Regions from separate parts of the Zea mays genome. Here region 1 is linked to region 2. Evidence: chromatin contacts called from public Hi-C data. All regions are on one chromosome and are shown on one strand. Each heading gives the region's core, a stretch centred on a gene start, on an enhancer-like site or on the middle of the called end of the contact. The rest is flanking DNA. Distances are from core to core; before and after follow the strand shown. Region 1 holds the start of LOC100283405 (cell division cycle 2-related protein kinase 7). Region 2 overlaps LOC100382548.

Region 1 (6,278 bases), core at 2,008-4,507, 280 kb before region 2:
ATGAACAGGAGGTTGAAGACTTTGTAGCTTTAGACAGTTAGACCGTGTCCAGCAGTTCACCCATATGGTCACCCAAAACATTGTTTTGCACTATAGACTGCACTGTTTGCAGAGTGGAGTTTAAATATGGGTATAGGAATGGGTAATCTACTGGAGATAACCTTATAAGCCAGTTGTTTCAAGCCCCTCTTCTGCTGAAAATCATATTTCAAGCTCCCATGCTGCTGAAGGTCCTAATGTGACATATGCTATTTTGTTATGTTCTGCTATGTTTTTGAGCAAATTAGGACAGATAACTTTCTCTTTATATTGTACAGGTGAAAAACATGAGCTCATTTGCTTGTTATCTATGTTCTGGCCAAAATCAGTATAAGCGTGATGCCCAAATACTGGCCTCAACCCCTGGAAATAGACCATGAAGCAGCATCATACATTCATACGTGATTACTAGTGGCTAACGCCGCAACCAACATTGATAATGCCATGCAACAAACTTGAGTTAACAGAGGCACTACTAAAAAAATCAACAAAAAACATGCATACAGAAGCAAACCATGCCTTAGATTGCTAGAAAAAATGTGAAGAGAAATGTGCCCAAAATTTATGGATGGAAGAACACTTCAGTACCTTGACTTGGGATGGGGCACTATGGTGCAATACTTTCTTCAAATCATGGTCCATGTATTCAAACACCATGTAGATATCTCCCCTATAGATGTGATCATCTGCATAGTCCATAGGATAAAATTATGTGCATGTAAAAAATTATTAAACAAGGAAAATATTAATCCATCAGCATGGGGTACATTAGTGAAGAATATAAGCAAGTAAACAAAAGAGAAGTGAGTGATACTATACCTGATCCGCCTGTTCCATGTGCAGAACCTGGGAAAAAAATTAAAAATGGTTAAGCAATGTCATTGTATCATGCACTCCATTATATATCTAGAAATGACTAGATGAACATTTGTTACCAGGAGATACTACAATCTCTTTCAATCTGATGATGTTCTCATGATCCAGCTTTTTTAATAGTTTAATCTCACGCAAGATTTGGCGTGGAAACTACATAGGTACTGAACAGTTCAGAGGGGCCTATAACACGCACAGAACAATGTGCTTGAGTATTATTAACTTTGTTGAGATGATAAAGCTTACCCCTTCTTTGCCATCATCCAGTTTTATTTTCTTAAGTGCTGCTCTTTCCCCAGTAATAATATCCACAGCTTCAAACACCTCACTGAGATTTGTAGGAAAAGACACAACAGTGACAAATTAGGTGGTTAGATAGATCATGAATATTCATGTAGTAGTAAAATGCCCTGGCAGATCAATGTAGATGTCAAGGAAATAAAACTAATGAAAATATGGCAGGAGATCTCCTTCATTCCATTTTCTTATCATGAAATAATCCTAAGGACAAGAAAGAACATCAAGATTGATAATTTAACCATTGTTATTTCAAAGAACCATGTTTAGCAGGTTATTTCAAAGATCTTAAGACATAACGGAAGACCATTATAGTCCACCTAGTTGAATAAAAGTAGGGGTTCAGAAAGAACTACAAATTATTGTCAGTGTGAAAGACTATACCTAATGGATCTACTGATTGTACAAAAATGCCGAAAAATTTTCTCAAGAGGTTTGGTCTTTTGCATCTTCATACACCTTGCGTGTTGCACAGTTCAGAATCAAATTTGCAATGGAGGTGCTTGCCCCCATTAACCGTTTTAGATACAGAATATAAGGTATGCGCTGTTTTATTTACGTTCCACTGAATACAATCAGATTATCAGACCATCTCAGAGGGAGTATTTTACAATAGTCAAAACAGGAAGAAAAGAAAGCACAAGATTCAAACACTTACCAACTGAGAGAAAAATAATATCTTGTGAAACCTTACATTTTTAGTGCATATGTTTAAATTATATTTCCAGAATAAAGACGTTCAAGGCTATAAATTACTGGATAAACAATGATATATACTTTTAAAGTGGAAATTTTCTTTCTTTTGGCCAAAGGGAACAAGCTCCAGAGTTGACTCTAGTTCCGGTACAAAGCAAATGAACGGTCGGGGTCAGGGGGATCGAAAACGTAAGAACATAGCAGTGCCTGGTCCTTAACCTGAACTATTGCTCAAACACATAGAAAATCATTTTTCTATATGCACAAAATTCTAGATAGGGCTCTAGTGTCTCCAACTCGTCATCATAAACTGTTTTCTACAAAAGCATTGGCTGAACAGGGGGGACTTGACAACATATCTTGAATTGACTACTTTGTGAAAATCTTTTTGATGACCTAATGTGCACCAACAGATTGAGATATGAATTCCTAAATTATGCTTTCTACAGATAAAAGCTTATCACGGGAAAATCGTACAAGAGAAAACATCACTTTTAGGACTCAGGATGTCCAAAAAGATGAAAGCTGACCAACTGAACCAAAGTTGTAAGCATAAACAAGTGAAATTCCAGTTAAAATGCATATAATCAGGTTAGTAACAGATGTTATGGGATCCCCCCCCCCCACCTCATCAGACAAATAAAAAGACATAACCTAGCTGCATTATATACATAGACAAAGTTTTCATGGTTGCTATACATCATGACTTAATGCATACGCCTGTCTAACAGTTCAGCCATTCTGACAGACATACCTACCGATATTGTCCAACACTATCGAGGGAACCCTAAGCAACTAAAAGATTACAGCTTTAATGATGCCAATAACTGACGGCAACTAGGGCGAAAAAGCAAAAGCACTGTTGCTCCACCAACAAGTGATGACCTACACAAAGTCTCCGCCGACAATTGGCTCCAAGTACGCCATGAATCGTGCATCCATGGACCAAACGGATCATCATTCCGCCGCCGGCCGTACGATCCCACGGCCACTCAACATCTACTGCAATTGCAGCGCGCGGCGAACGATTCAGGCGGAACAGGCCAAAATGCAAGGGAAATTCTAGCCCGGTCAGCGTGCCGCCGAGGAGATTTCGGTTCAGCTCGCTTACCCGTAGGTGCCCTCGCCGATCTTGCGGATGCGCCTGTAGCAGTCGACGGTGCGGGCGCCGGCGGGGGCGTACTCAGCCAGGTTGAGCGCGCCAAGGGGCGCCTCCTCGCCGTCCATATATAGCCGGAGGCCGCGGCGGTGTCGCGAGAGTGAGCCGGCTCCGCTAGAACCTCCGGAGGCTTGGGCAGCAGGGCAGACGACACGAAGCGGAGGATGCGGAAGCCGCAGGAGGCTAGAGTCGGGAGTGTCCTACGTAAGTCAAAGCGACCCAGTCGTATACCGCTTCCATCTTGAGTCTGGGCTTGTTAAAGTGGGCCGGCCCGTTTCGCTCCACTTTTTTTCATGCCTAAAACAAAAGTTGTGCACAAAATCTAGATTGCTTATGACTTTAGCCATGAGAGCATGTTTGGCATTACAATAAAAGAGAGAGAGCTGGTGAGAGCCAACCAAACACGCTAACTTCAGAGTTGCAAATTTCATAGAGTTTTGAGGGTTACAATATAAATTTTTGAAATGCCTCTTTTGCTACTCAAATCCTAAAAAAATAACCTAATCATAGAATATGAAGGTACTTACTCGCTATTGGGCATTGGCACTAGTTATGAGAAATAAATCTAGACTCTAAAGTAGAATTGATCCATCTAGAGTAGAGTAGAGTTTTATGAGAAATGCTGCTCTAGAATGGAGCAGAGTTATACCAAACACCCAAAAAAGCTTAAATTAGTTAAAGTTAGCTAATAACTGGTTGAAAATTTGACTAGAAATATCTTTTTATTACCCTCCTATTTATATGCACTAGGGCTAATTTTAACTAATTTTTGGCTTAAGTTCGAGGAGAAACTAGATTCATGATTAATTTTATGAAATCGATTTTGTTAATAAATTGAAGTAGAACAAATTAGATGTCCTCGAAAATGGACCAAGATCTTAATGAATCTGTTGAGCACCATTTGTGGCATTGGGCACGGCCGGACAGTTTGACCCTGAGGCCTAGATGGTCCGAGCCACCGACGGTTCGCCCATAGGCGCGGACGATCCTCGGATAGATCGAATCAGGCAGTTAAAACTCCCATCTCCTCGTGTGTTTAGTCCTCTAATCCCGCGGGAGCTGTTGGAGAACGCTTATGAACGAGTCTAGACCTCCCCTTATATATTTGAAGGGGTACGATCGATTGAAGGACCAACAATCAATATACCTTTAGTTCTTGACATTTTGCCCTATGAGTAGACGGTAATATAGTTTCCTCTCTCTAATCTTCACCTCTCTTCGGCTCTACGTTGTTTAGAGACATCTTGGGTGGCCTGCCGATCCCAAGACAAACCCTAGGATCTTTCCTCCCCGATGGGGTCCCTCTTAGGAGCGGGATCCAGGTGTTGTTGGCGGACTCTGTCGCCTCAACGTACGCGTGGACCGTCCGGCTCGTCGGGCAGAAACCCTAGCCTCTGCGCCAGGTCGCAGACCGTCCGGCCCTCGGCCGCGGACCATCTGCGCTTCCGTAGAGAGCATCACCGTCGGTACTCATCGCAGTGATTGGTGCCTAGATCAGTGTCAACACACTTTTTGGCGACTCTGTTGGGGAAATCGTGTGAGGATCTATCAGATCGTCCCTCAATGGCCGGTTTAAAAGATAGCTCTGATGTCTCCCTTAGTAACATAACTGAGCCGGCTTGGGAAACCCTATCGGCTGAAAAACAACTAGAGTTTGAGAAGCACAAGGAGTAGCTAATCAAGGAAGCACAAGGGAAGTTTCTGGCCAACTTCAGAGTGGACAGGAACAACAAGGTCGTTCGACAACGGGCGACTGATCTGGCTTCGCTCAGACCTGCTACGGCTACCCCCAAGATAAGCGAAACAAACGGAATCCAATCTCTTAAAGCTTAAATAGGTGAGCAGCGAGACCAAATGCAATTGATTATAGGGGGTATGCAAAGCGACTATAAGAGGCTAGTGCGCGCATTTGATAAATCTACTATCGCGAATTTTCCCTCGCACGAGGTTGAATCAGGGGAAAACACATGTGATTCATCGGCTGCAGATTGGCATGGCCAATTACAACCCCTTTACGGTATGCCGATAGACACGTACCTGAGACAAGCATAGCCTCCTACGCACATCGGGGTAAACCCGCCGATCTGTGCATGGCTAGATTGTTCGCACGTGGGCGCAGACCGCTTGGGCCAACGGCGGCCGTCCCGGAACCGAATTACCCAGACACGCGTCTGAGCTGCCATGTTCTGCGCAAATCCTAAACAAAAAATTTGGATCGTTCGCGCATAGCGTCAGACAGTTCGAATACACTACTAGACAGTCCGACCATGCGGTCGGATAGTCCACGCACGCAACCGCACGGTCCGCCTATTCAACCGAACAGTCCGGCTCATAATACATAGAACCCAGTGATGATGATTATTATCCAAATACACATCCATCCTAGCTAAACCTTCCATCACATCCTACAATGCTCTAGTATAGTAATATAACATCCCAAACACGTGGGGCGAGTACTTTCCAGCCCCTCCTATAAGGCCAAAAAGGAATGGCCAGTCATATGAGCCGCATAGGGCAAGCATTAATGCACCACAAAACCCAAGTCATTGGGGAGGTAAACAACATACTAATATCCAAACAACCACACCTATGTTGGACCAGAGAGCCGGTGGACTCCCGCTGGTTGCCATCGGCATAGTGAGGGAAGATATAACCAAAGCGTTCTGAGATAAGCTCGAAGTTAGCACGATCCCTAGGGGTAGTCATATCTGAGGCCCTATGATAGCCGATTTGGCTATCACCCGTACCCACAGAGACTAGGATACCCGAATTCGCAAAGTTTTCGAGTGACCAGGGTAAGAGCATGCACAAACACATAGGCCTGTTCCTAGCACAATTAGAAGAATTGGCCAACACGGAGACGTTTTTTGTTTGTTTATTTTCATTATGCCTACCAGGAACTGCATTCGCATGGTATGCCACACTGTCTCCTAATTCTTTTTTCGTGGGAAGATTTAGAACAAAAATTCCATGGATGGTCTCCGGTGATTATGAATTAGTTCTGGTGGACCTAGTGGCCCTGCGACAAGGGAAAGATGAATCGGTTAACGATTACATCCAGAGGTTCTAGGACACAAGAAACCGATGTTTCCAAATTCACTTGGCATAGAAATAGCTAGCAGGATTAGACTTTAATGAAATGCGTTATTATTTAAAAGAAAGATTAGAAGTCATTCAATTTTTCACGCTAGCACAGTTACACTAGAGAGCTTTG
Region 2 (6,598 bases), core at 2,829-5,328:
TAGCGCCTCAGAGTTTGTTGGTACCGTCGCATGGTCTTATCGTGATAGCGCCTCCGAGCCAGCACCCCTCCGACTTCACTCGGCGTGTTCATGGCTTGGACGAAGTCGGGGTTCAGGTTGCGCCCGAAGAGTGGATTCTCCCGACGTTGCCTTGCCTCCTGCTCGGCTTGTTCCTGAGCCCGTCGGCGATCACGCCGTCGGGAATTCCTTCGTTCCCTGAAGACACGTTCCTCCGACGTTTCTCCTATCTCTGAGACCTCGTCTCGCGAGACAGGCTGCTCCGGGTCCCGCTCTCCGGCCTCGTGATGTCTCCGGACATTTCGGCGTCGGTTCCTTCGTCGGCGGGATTCCCGCTGAGGAGGTTCCTCTCCGGGTGCAGTCGGTTCGTTGTCGGAGACGGGGGGCGACTCCACTCTCCCGATGAAGAGGACGTCGGGGTAGAATGGCGCAGCTGTCGTGGCGATCTTCTTTCTGTTCTCCTTTGAGGGCAGAGGTACAGGAAGAACAACTTGCTTCCTATTTGTTTCCTTCTTCCTTGCGATTTGTGTCCATTCTTTCATCGGAGAGGTAGACAGTGGAGTCCTCCGGGTTAGCGGGCCCTCGGCCCCTGGCTCGCTGAAGGCTATCTTTTTTCGGAGTGCTGTAGGTTGCGCTTTTCCCTGCCTTACCCCGATATTCTCGGAGGTTGTTGGAGGAGACTTCCTCCTTGGCGAATCTACGATGCGATGTAGAGTTCCTTCCTCATCCGCTACAGATGAGATAGTTCCGAAGCAGAACACGGATCCGGGGCGGAGGATGATCTTGTGATGGAAGGTGACGGCCATTGAGCTAGCTTAGATCGGCGACACACCCCCTACCTGGCGCGCCAGCTGTCGGTGTTTTGGGTCCGACCGCACACCCGGGGTTGCCCCTCAAGGTGTTTTTAGGAGTAGGACGATGTCGCCGACTGTAGCTCGATGGTTCGTGCAGAGCGCACGAGAAACTGTGAACAATGATGTACAGATTCGGGCCGCTTAGAGATGCGTAACACCCTACGTCCTGGCGGGAATGTTTTATGTGGCGGATTACAAGGGAACTCTCTAGTGTAAGGAACGTAGAGAGTTGAGGTGGATGGCTGAGTAGTCAGATTGATCCTCTGAAGGGGTGCCCCCTAGGCCTTATATATTCGACCGTGGGGCATTACATGCGGATATGATAATAGTATGCGCCTAAATGATAGTGAACCAATTGAGCCTATCTCCCTATAGTTCCGCCGACCCATCCTTGCGTGGTTCCATCGCACAGGGTTCCAATGCGAGAAGATCGGGTCACTGTCGTGCTTACTTGCTCGAAGTCATTGGGTCGTCTGGGCTCGCACTGATCCTGCCTTACGTCAATCTGCTTCACTGGTCATTCCTCCCCAGACCCACGAAGGGATGACCTTACGATTTATTGGGCCTTTGGGCCTTTCGTGAGGTCTTTTATCCTTCCAGTGGACCCGGGGATATCTGTCCCCCACAATGGCTGCATACAAACATTAGCTGAATAAATACCTTTGGAATTGAAATTTCAAGTGTAAATTTTGCATTTATCATAAAAAACTCAATTAGGGGTCTGCCGTTCCCCTAGCTTTATATATTTAAGAAGATGGGCCCACCAAAACCTGCCGGGGCCGAGCGTCACCCAATGGGATGCCACAGCAACCGTCACAGGGAGGTGGGCACCAGGCCGCAATTTGGTGCGTCACCCAGGATTCGAACCCTGGGCGGGAGCACTTGCGACCAGTGGCCTTGCCACTGCGCCGTGACCCGTGAGCCCCTTCGCAATTTTGCATTTATCATGATTCGTGGATTGTGACAAGCTGAAATATTTGGTCATTGTCCATGGTAATGATCTTGAAGGGTAGGTCTTGTGCATTACCATGATCTTGAAGGGCAAGTCTAGTGTAGTGGTCAGAGTTATCTCACAGTCTCACCTGCTATATTTACGGGAGGCAGGCTTGTCTCGATTTATCCCTTCCTCAGACCCCACTCAGGCCTTGTTCGATTATTCCCATTATACATGGATTGAAAAAAAATTAGAAGAACTTTGACTTGCTTGGGATTTAAACCCACCCAATTCCACTCAATCCACATGGATTGAGATCTAACCGAACAAAGCCTCATATGGGAGCCTCTAGCACTAGGTCTGCCATGTATTGACCTTGCATGCTTCTTAGTTATAGTACTATAGTGGCTACGTGTGATATGAATCTTTATCAGTAGTTGCTACCTGAAGCTCCTTGTTACCTTGTACGATTTGTAATGGAACATGCAGTTAGTGAGATGTCTGTAACAACCAAAGCAGGATGGTATGGCCGCCATCTGAAACCACTGCAAATTTTAAGAATACTGAACATTTGCCATCAGTTTGGAAAATATTTATTGCTTCTCTGTTCTGCCCTATATTATACGATTTGCTGCAGACAACCTAAATGTGTAGTTGGTGATTTTATTTGCGGGGCATTTGGAGCCATTCATTTTAGAGGAATTAAAATTTACTTAATAAAGTAACAGATTTGGCTTGGGATTTGACATTCCACCACTTTCTAAAGTTCAGATATTAAGTCCATCTTAAATTCATGAGGTAAAGGATGAGAAATGATTTTATGTATTAGTAGAAATGTAGCACGTAAATATCGCTGGCATCTTACTAATAATAGTATACAAATATATTTTGCATAAAATTGTATTAGCTTAATTGATACGTGTGTAAATTACTATATTATTGGAATGGAATTCAATTCTAAGGATCCAAACGGGGCTTATTAGTGTATTTCTGAGTGGTTGGATCTTTTCTATGGAGACAAGTTATTGTTCCACTAATATCTGTGACCACTAATTTGAATTTTTGAGTGCAATGCTAGACAACGAATGAGTACTAAACTAGATCATACATGGATATGAAGTCAAGCTGATATTATCTCTCTAATATCCCCTTAATGTATGCTGCAGACAAGGTAAACCGTGCTGTTAGCACCGCAATCTATTTCCTACTTCCCGCAGGGAGTGTTTCCCGTCTCCACCGCATTCCCTGTGCTGAAACCTGGCACTTCTACAAGGGAGAGCCTCTCACGGTTAGCATCACTTCTTGCTTATTCTCCATGCCTAAAGCAATTAGACAACTACTCCCTCCGTTTTTTTTTATTTGTCGTATTTCAGTTTTGAAATGAAATAGCGGGCGACAAATATTCGAGAACGGAGATAATAGTTGGCAATGCTTGATCTAATGCTGCTAGTCTGTGTTTGTCTTAGGTCTTCGAGCTTCACGACGACGGTCACATTGACCTTACTGTCATTGGCCCACACCTTGAGGCAGGCCAGCGCCCCCAGTATACCGTGCCACCGAACGTGTGGTTTGGGTCGTTCCCCACACTAGACGTCGAGTCGTTCGCATCTGATGGCAGCGTTCTTGTCAAGTCTCGGAAGAGGGACCCTGAGCTGCATTACTCCCTTGTTGGCTGCACCTGTGCCCCTGGCTTCCAGTACGAGGATTTTGAAATGGCCAAATTTGAGGACGTGAGATCCATCGCTCCCAAGGCTGAACCTTTCCTCAAGTTTCTTATTCCCTCTACCGATTAACTCCAGAGCAGCCTCAGATGATTGTGGATGGGTTCTCAGCGACTTTCTATACTGCATACTGTACGGATGGTGTTTCTAGTGTGATTCCATGAGAGTTCTGCTTTCACGACAGTGTAGACAGTAAACTGTACCTTTGTGGTGGCACCGGTTGAAACGTTTGGTGCATTGAAACAGAATAACAGCTGGTCTTGATGTTGAATAGCAGGTGCTTTTGCAAAACCCTGAAACCGTACTAGGATGCTGGGAGCATAGGAGGATCTGATAAGGTTTCACGTGATTAAATTCAACCGTTCATGGCTCTCGATCGTGCAGAGCTTCTCCCGCTGCAAAGAGTAAGCCTGCAAGGCAGAAGCCAAGCGAGTCGTGCTTGTCCAATCCGTTTTTTTCATGTTCTGCTTCTGCTGCTTGTCATTCTCACTTGCACGGTGCGATGATACGGAGGTCAGATTGTGGCCCAAGCGCCCAGGTCTGCTGTAAAAGACGGCCCAGATGTTGGGCTACCGGCTGACAGGCAGCATTGATTGGGCGCCCTCGCTACTCGCGGACATGACTCAGATTATTCGAGCTTTCGGCCTTTTGGGCCTTGGTACCGTAGTTGATTTGCACGCATTACCCAGTTCTTCCAAGGAACGGCAACAGACCTGGGTGCTGTTTGGTTCAAGAAATGTAACGCAAAGGGTAATGGTAATGGTTTACATTCGATTACTGTCGGTAACAAGTTTGAATAGTCCGGTATCAATTTTTAGTATGATATCTGATTACGGTGGGACTAAAACAAACATGATTTAACGTTATTACTTACCCATTACGTTACAAATATCTGAACCAAACGGTCGGTTGGTTGAGTAAAAATCAGCTTACGATCGCATTATCTAAATCTGCTCACAATTAAACGTGCGGTGTAATTCTAAATCCGCATATGAAGCAGTCCGGTTTCGAGTCACCCACCAGTTTTTACCGGTGTACACTTTTAGATAATAATTCAGCTATAAATAATTACGTATCAACAATAATTGAGTTATAACTACGGATTTCAAGCCTTCTCACAAAATATTTCATAAATCATTAGCTAAGTTACTTATTCAAAAAAATTACTATTGTATCTTAATTATTTTTGCGCAAAATAAAGAACGAACAAAATTTTGGGTCAAGTGCGGGTCACTCACGGGTTGAATAGGAACCCACACCCGTGAAACTTTAGGTCGTTTGCGGGCGCACCCGCGGATCAAAACCTTCATCTATACCCGCATCGGTCGTGTCGAGTACCCGTCGAGTTTCAGGTCTACGGGTTAAATTGTCATCCCTACTTCCAACGGTGGATAATGATCAAAATCACTCCGCGTACACTATGAGTGATCCAATGCTGCACAGTTTTCCACTACTTATGAGTTATGGCACGCTCCGATCTGTTCACAGCCATCACCTGCTGCAAAGCTGCACCCCTCCATTTCTGATAGGTAATAATGTGGTAGGTTCCAATCATCATCAGTCATGCTAAGAGCAAGGTTAATAATATAGTTTATAATGGGATTTATGATATTTTCATGTCTCATATAGTCAACTAAAAGATTGGTCGTCTAATAACTCTCTTGGTTCAAGTACAAGGAGGAAATAGCTTCAAATCAGGCTATCTCTAGCGGCCTTACTCATCTTAACTCCTATTTCAAACCCCACTATATAAACAAGTGCATTCTACATTGTAAAATAGTGTTTTGCATGACCATATGCACGATCTGCTGAACACAGTCTCAAGGAGTAAAGCTAGAGTTGCAACCTGATCTACGAAGCTAGTCGCCGATAAGGCAAAGTGAAGAACAGTTTCAACACGATGAAGCTAAGAAGAGTAGCCGAAGAAAAGATGGAGTCCCAGTGCATTTGAAGTTGCCTTTGGGAAAAGAAGCAAACCAAGTTAGATAGAAGAAAATACACGTATGTCATGTCCTTATTGTTGTATAAGAATTGTCGTACAGTAGAAAGAGTGTTCTTGTAATTCCATACATTAATGTATACTGGTTTGATTCTATAAATAGGTAAAAAGTACCACCACTATAGAGATGGGTCATTCCATAACCACGTACACATAACAACTTCTCCCGATAGAGCTTTCGAATGTATAACAACACAAAGCTTTGATGTATTTCATAAATATGAATTGTTGTTCCATAATGATCAAAGGTGAGATTTTGTTGTCAATATAAATAAATGCAACTTGTTGATTGTACAAAGTATGTCTCATCTCACATCACAGTATATCTGTTTGTTGTTGATTGCATTTTCTCATGGAATTGATTGGATGCTTCCCTAACCGTCCTTCACTTCGATACCTTTGAAGGGGAGTATTGGCGGAGAGTGCCTCACAACATCCGCACTAGTTACCTAAAATCCATCCTATATTTTTGTTTAGGGAAATAATAACAAAAAACCTGCCCCAACAGTTCCTTATATCATGTTACTAAATTTATCAGGTTCCTATCTAAACCTATTTACTTCCCACATGTAGGAACCAAGACAGAACTCCCGAAATCAACTTTGCCGCCAGTTTTGCAGCCGAAACAACAAGCGCGCCATTGCTTGGCGCCATTTTCTCTCGCAGCCCCAACCTGATCCACCCGTTGCTGTTGCTCCCATCCTTCGAAACCCATTTCCTTCTTCGGAACGAGAATCCTCTGGCCACTGACGCGTGGCCCATTCTTCCTTTCATCAACCACGCGGCGCTGGAGCGAGCCTCCTCTAGTCTAGTGCCACCTAGGGTTTCTCCTCCGTCATGTCGTCGTTGTCCACGCGCCATTGCACCATCTCGATCGCGCGTCCTCCGTGCCAACCTGCAGCTTTCACTGATTCAGGCAAGTAATCCCTATCTCCTCTTCCTCTCACTCTCCCTCTCCCTCTCGACAACAAGGTTTTAGATCTTCACTTCTGCACACAACTCCTCTCCATTCCCCATCTCCATCCATCCATCCCTGTGCTGCAACTTGCATCACCTTCTAGGCCAACACCTC

Evidence for each region. Hi-C and Micro-C count contacts between places; a contact is called where the count stands out from the background.
Region 1: a contact with region 2 is called in a Hi-C map of ear, with 2.1 times the contacts expected there. The contact joins the promoter of LOC100283405 here to the enhancer-like site in region 2. A contact is called at or near these places in 2 of 25 Hi-C or Micro-C datasets (ear and leaf).

Annotation. Positions count from the first base shown.
Region 1 is chr1:213,571,500-213,577,777 of Zm-B73-REFERENCE-NAM-5.0, reverse strand. LOC100283405 (cell division cycle 2-related protein kinase 7) reads right to left here and starts at 3,257. Exons shown (of 12, transcript NM_001402535.1): 1 at 3,017-3,257; 2 at 2,795-2,907; 3 at 1,159-1,240; 4 at 975-1,065; 5 at 859-885; 6 at 628-725. The coding sequence starts at 2,847.
Region 2 is chr1:213,294,266-213,300,863 of Zm-B73-REFERENCE-NAM-5.0, reverse strand. LOC100382548 reads left to right here. Exons shown (of 3, transcript NM_001175282.2): 2 at 2,973-3,094; 3 at 3,273-3,795. The coding sequence ends at 3,599. Among protein-coding and RNA genes, the nearest start is that of LOC100382548, 14 kb to the left of the region's middle. Within about 2 kb of position 4,078, at least 19 of the 20 cell types and tissues checked have an H3K27ac peak or open chromatin away from gene starts, as enhancers often do. A contact at or near this core is called in ear and leaf, where this site is marked.